Regions from separate parts of the Mus musculus genome. Here region 2 is linked to region 1. The links are chromatin contacts, called in public HiChIP or PLAC-seq maps. All regions are on one chromosome and are shown on one strand. Each heading gives the region's core, a stretch centred on a gene start, on an enhancer-like site or on the middle of the called end of the contact. The rest is flanking DNA. Distances are from core to core; before and after follow the strand shown. Region 1 holds the start of Srp68 (signal recognition particle 68). Region 2 overlaps Rnf157 (ring finger protein 157).

Region 1 (2,785 bases), core at 2-2,501:
CACATGCTATTAGAACCACACAAATGATATATAAGCTAATACAAACCAGAAAATGTTTCCTGAGGGTTGGGAAGACTGCTCAGCTGGTAAAGGACTTGCTGTTAGCAAGCATGAGGTCATGTTGGGATCTCCCCAGAACCCACGTAAAAAGGCCATACTGTTGTTTGCACACGTAATCCCACAGCTGGGATGGCAAGAGACAGAAAGATCCCTGGAGCCCACTGGCCATACAGTCTATTCCAAGTAGTGAGCTGCACTTTTGGAGGGAGACCCAGTCTCAAAGGTAGAGAATTAGGAAGACGTTGACCTGTGACCTGCAGACACAGCACCAGCGCTTACACCTACACCCATACCCATGCGGACTTGGACACTCAAAAAAAAAAAAAAAAAAGTAACTCCTACAGTTCTTCGAGAAGAGTCCAACAAGATAAAATGCCTTACAGACCTACTTTTGAAAAAACAAAAAACTATACACATGATATTAACAAACTAAAGTAACTACTATTCAAAACAGGTAAGCAGCAGCTTTCCTGGAGAGCACTCTCCCTCCATTTTCAAAGCATCTCGCTGTTTTATGACCCAGGGTTCGACAGCTGTCCGACAACAGCTCCACGCTGAAATGTCAAGGCTGCAGTTTCCCCTCCACAGTCCGGTGGCTCAAGGTACCGACCAGGAGCTCTGTGGGGTGGGCAGGGTGTCAACCCCGGCTCAGCCCTCCAACTGGACATCTGAGGGGCACAGAGGGAACCCTGCCTACCATCTCTATACCCCTTGCAAAAACAAGCTCCGGAAAGCCAGGACGAGAGGCAAACCATGCACACGGGAATGCCGAAAGTGAAGGGCAGGAGGCAGCGGCGCACCTCGGCTCCGCAGCCCGGTGCTGGCCCCCGCCGCCTCGCCCGCCCCCAGCCCTCCGAGCGACACGTAGTCATTGCGAGTTAGGCCACCGCTCGAGGATACTCTCCAAACTCAGGCTGTCCCCGAACTCTTTGTTTGCCTTCGATCCGGCTGAAGGGCGTTCGTTTTCTTTATTCTCGTCTCCTCCGGCACTGCGTCCGCCACCGCTCCCTCCGCCGCCGCCGCCGCTGCCGCTTCCACCACCACCACTACCACCACCCGGGATCTGCTTCTCAGCAGCCATCTTGCCCCTGAGCCGCAAAGCACGATGGAACGGAGCAGGCGAGACGACCAGCGGCGAGAGAGAGCGGCACTTTCCAGGCTGGGCCGATGGTACACTGACGGACTCCGCCGCAGACCGCGGATGTCTTGGGCCTCTGTGGTGTGTTGGTGTGCGCCTGCGCCTCCTGGGTTGAATTCGTGGCTGTTGCTGGGTCTCCGCATTTCTAAGGATTAGCCTCGCTTCAAATCTACCAAGGATAGGAGGACCCGAGAAAGATGCCCACCTCATGCATCCTTGCACCCAGAGAATGGTAGTGTACGCCTTTAATCCCAATACCGAGGAGGCTGAGGCTGGAGGATTGCCTCGAGTTGAGGTCAGTCTGGGTTGCACAGTTAGACCTTATTTAAAACACACACACACACAGACACACACACACACACACACACGAAGAGGCCTCGGTCAGAAGGCAGTGTCCCCAATAGGAGCTTGAGACCCGTGGCCTCCTCTAGATCATGTGACCATCCAAGTATGACTTTTATTAATCTTTGCGGGCGAGTACACCAGGAGTCTCAGTCTTGTGCCAATCACGGCAGGTGAAAAGAAGCTGGCCGCGTAACTCAGTCTACCCTTTTGTGTTACTAAAGGAGGTTGCAAAAAAATGTATGACTCCAACCCTTCCCCCCATCGGAGTTCAGAGATCAGCTAGTGTGGAGTACTAGTTCTCCAGCAAAAATATCAAGGAAGACTGGGCCTGGGCAGATGGCTCAGTGGTTAAGAACACTGGTTGCTCTATCAAGATGATCTGGGTTTAATTTTTAGCACGAGAATGGTGGCTCAAAACCATCTAGAATTCCAGTCCCAGGGATCCAACCCTCTTCTGGCTTCGTAGTCTACAAAACACATGTACACAGACATACGTGTAGACAGAATGTTCATATACATAAAACAAAATAAAAATAAAGGTTAAGGCTTTTGAAAACAAAAAATTAGACAAACTGCTTTCAGAAGGTGGGAGGCAAAAACTAACCTCAAAAAGTGGTCCTCCGAATTACACTCACATACTGAGCTGTGAAGCATGGGCCTGCACACACACACACCTAAACAATAAGCCATGGAGATGGCCCAGCAGGAAAAAGAACTTGCTATATAAACTTTTTAAAAAAGATTTTTATTTATTTATTATTATATCTAAGTACACTGTAGCTGTCTTCACACACAGATCTCATAACAAATGGTTGTGAGCTACCCTGTGGTTGCTGGGACTTGAACTCAGGACCTTTGGAAGAGCAGTCAGTGCTCTTAACCACTGAGCCATCTCTCCAGCCCCCACCTCTTTTTTTTTCAAAGATTATACTAAAGGTGGTTTATTGGGAAGCTGCTCTCTGACTGAGTTCACAGACCCCAAGAACTGAGGCCAAGTCAGTTGCCATGAGGAAAGGGGGAGGGGAGAGGAACGGAGGCCTGCAATCCCAGGGTGCAGCTAAAAATACAAATAAATGGTGTCTTAGAGTTTCTGCTGATGTGATAAAACATGGTGGTTTGAATAGGTCTGGCCTCCATAGACTCATGTGTTTGAATGTTTGGCCCATGAGGAGAGGCACTATTAGGTGTGGGCTTTAAGGTCTCTTTGCTCAATCACACCCAGTGTGGAATTAGAGCCTCCTC
Region 2 (2,869 bases), core at 162-2,661, 100 kb after region 1:
CCCTTAAAAATGACTGCTGGACAGTGGTAGTGAACACTTTTAATCCCAGCTCTTGGGAGGCAAAAGATCTCTGAGTTCAAGACCAGCCTGGTCTACAAAGTGAGTTCCAGGACAGCCAGAGCTACACAGAGAAACCCTGTCTTGAAAAACCAAATCAAACCAAACAAAAGAACAAAAAAACCAAACAAACAAACAAAAAAACCCTAGGCTTTCCCCATTGGAACTGCCTGTGAGTTGAGAGAAGTGTCTAGGTGTCGGCTCTTCAATGTCAAAGAAGGAACAATACACTCTCAGTTTTGGGATGTATTTCCCTTGCTGGGCTGTTTTATGCAGCAAAGCAACAATTTTTTCTGCAAAGTCAAAAAACAATTCATAAAAGTAGTTTTTCGGGCTGGAGAGCTGGCTCAGAGTTAGGGTCCTTCCTGCCCTTGCAGGGAGCCAGGGCTCAGCTGGCAGCACCTGCATGGTAGCTCACATCTCTAACTCCAGCCCCTGGGCATCTGCACCCTCTCCTGGCATCCATGGGCTCCTGCACACACATGGTGCACATAAGCTCACCCAGGCAAACACACATATGTACACAAAAACATTAAAATTGGGCTGGAGAAATGGCTCAGGGGTTAAGAACACTGACTGCTCTACCAGAGGTCCTGAGCTCAATTCCCAGCAACCACATGGTGGCTCACAACCATCTGTAATGGGATCTGATGCCCTCTCCTGGTGTGTCTGAAGACAGCGACAGTGTACTTAGATATAATAAATAAATAAATCTTTAGGCCAGAGGGATTGAGCGAGGTCGTCCGGAGCGAGCCGAGGTTCTGAATTCAAATTCCCAGCAACCACGTGAAGGCTCACAACCATCAGTACAGTTACAATGTACTCATGTACATTAAATAAATAAATAAATAAATAAATAAGTAAGTAAATAAATCTTAAAAAAAAAAAATAAGATACAGCTGAGGACTATGTTCCACAGTTAGCTCACTCTTAGCTCTGCCTTCTACAAAAAATAAGCATATAACTAATTTCTGTATATCAGAGCTCCTAAGCCACTTGCTCATGGACTGGCTAGAAAATGAAGTAAGTATGCCACTTAGAGATGTTGTTAAGACTTTTTGGCCCAGAAGGGCTTTTATAGCCTTCAGTAGAAAGTAGAACTGTCTCATTAAAATTTATATATCTTTAAAAGTAGAAAATTCTCTGGGTGTGGTGGTACATGTAACCCTAACATTCAGAAGGCAGAGGCAGAAAGATCACAAGTTCAAGGCCTGAATCACACCAAAAAAGGAAAAGAAAAAAAAAAAAGGCAGAAAAATGAAGCAAAATTTTCTTTGAACTGCAACAGTAGTAAGCACTGTTTCCCGTAAGGGACCACGACGGCAACAGGAAGCGGGTGAGAGTGTCCGTGGTTTCTAAGACATTTCGAGGAAATTCCTGCAGCCAGATGCTTCAGAGCTCATCTGCCCAACACCACAGCTGCCCTGGGCTCTCAGTGGCACTTTCCAGAGAGACTCCCACCACACAGCACCTTTCCCCACGATCCTGTAAGAGTGTCTGAGCCCAGCTTGCCACCTTCCTAGTGCACCACAACTCTGTGTGTGTGTGTGTGTGTGTGTGTGTGTGTGTGTGTGTGTGTGTGCTATTCTGGGACATTATATTCTGGAGGGGAAAACCCACTTTTGGGCCACTTGCATGATGAAACCAGTACAGACAGAAATATATACTGGCAGTGTGTGCCCCAGGGTGACTCACTAGACTGAGTATTGCCTCTCAGACCACATGTGCACAATTAACACTCACAAATATAACTGAAAAAAGAAAGGTCACCAGGTAGATCTGATTTCTTTTGTGTGACAAGGGCACACGCCGTGCAGCCTGGCTGGTCCAGAACTCACTATGTAGACCAAGGTGGTCTTGAACTTTTAGCATCCTCTCTCTAGTCTCTGCCCCGTGAGTTCTGGGTGGGCCACAGGACTGGACCTGAGGGACACACTTACTTATTAAGTTGTCTTGCTACTTAGTATTTCTTAAGCTAACTGATTTAATTACCAGGGGTGACATCGGAAGTCAGGTCAGGGCGTTGCCTCTGTTCTCCCACTGACTTGACGGAGGACACTCAGACAAGTCATTATAAATGTCCCTGGACATCAGTGTCCCCATCTGTAGAACAAGAATTACAGCTCCTGTGTATCTTAAAGGGAAACTGAGATCAAATGAAAATGCTTTGAAAGGCATGTCACCAGCGATCAGCAATGGTGACATGATCCTCAATAGCACATTCTACCTGGGATACATGCTTTGTTTCTTACATTATTTTTGTCTTTCATAATGCCCACACATATACACACACATATACATAATTAAAAATATCAAAAATAAATCTTTAAAAATAATGTATAGCTGGGCAGTGGTGTGACACACGACTTTAATCCCAGCACTTAGGAGGAAGAGGTAGGCGGATTTCTGAGTTCGAGGCCTGTCTGATCTACAGAGTGAGTTCCAGGACTACCAGGGCTACACAGAGAAACCCTGTCTTGAAAAAACAAAAAAAGCAAAACAAAACAAAAAGTACAAATGAAATATAAGCAATTAAGTATCTCATCTATAAATCCCTGAGCACTTGGAGTAAACACAATTAGACTGTACATTACTTTGCTGTGACCCTGGAGAGACTGTGTCTTCCCAGAAATATTTACTCTGTTTGAGACGCAAACTTCCAACAGAGACATAAATTCCAACTCTGTCAAGGTATTAGCACATGCGTTCAATCCCAGCACTCAGGAGTTTGAAGCAGACAGAGATCCGTGAGTTCTAGATTAGCCAGGACTGCACGGTAAGACACTGTTTTAAAAGAGAGAAAGATAATGTT

What was found. HiChIP or PLAC-seq counts read pairs in DNA pulled down with a chosen protein or histone mark.
Region 2: a contact with region 1 is called in an H3K4me3 HiChIP or PLAC-seq map of the SCID.adh cell line, with 11 read pairs. The contact joins the enhancer-like site here to the promoter of Srp68 in region 1. A contact is called at or near these places in 1 of 39 promoter capture datasets (hematopoietic stem and progenitor cells), 4 of 115 datasets of contacts at active chromatin or transcription factors (the SCID.adh cell line, embryonic stem cells and extraembryonic endoderm stem cells) and 3 of 9 other capture datasets (adipose tissue, liver and pancreatic islet).

Annotation. Positions count from the first base shown.
Region 1 is chr11:116,272,966-116,275,750 of GRCm38.p6, forward strand. Srp68 (signal recognition particle 68) reads right to left here and starts at 1,252. Exons shown (of 16, transcript NM_146032.3): 1 at 961-1,252. The coding sequence starts at 1,141.
Region 2 is chr11:116,375,855-116,378,723 of GRCm38.p6, forward strand. The region is part of intron 2 of Rnf157 (ring finger protein 157); the gene reads right to left. Among named protein-coding and RNA genes, the nearest start is that of Rnf157, 36 kb to the right of the region's middle. Within about 2 kb of position 1,412, at least 87 of the 459 cell types and tissues checked have an H3K27ac peak or open chromatin away from gene starts, as enhancers often do. A contact at or near this core is called in the SCID.adh cell line, where this site is marked.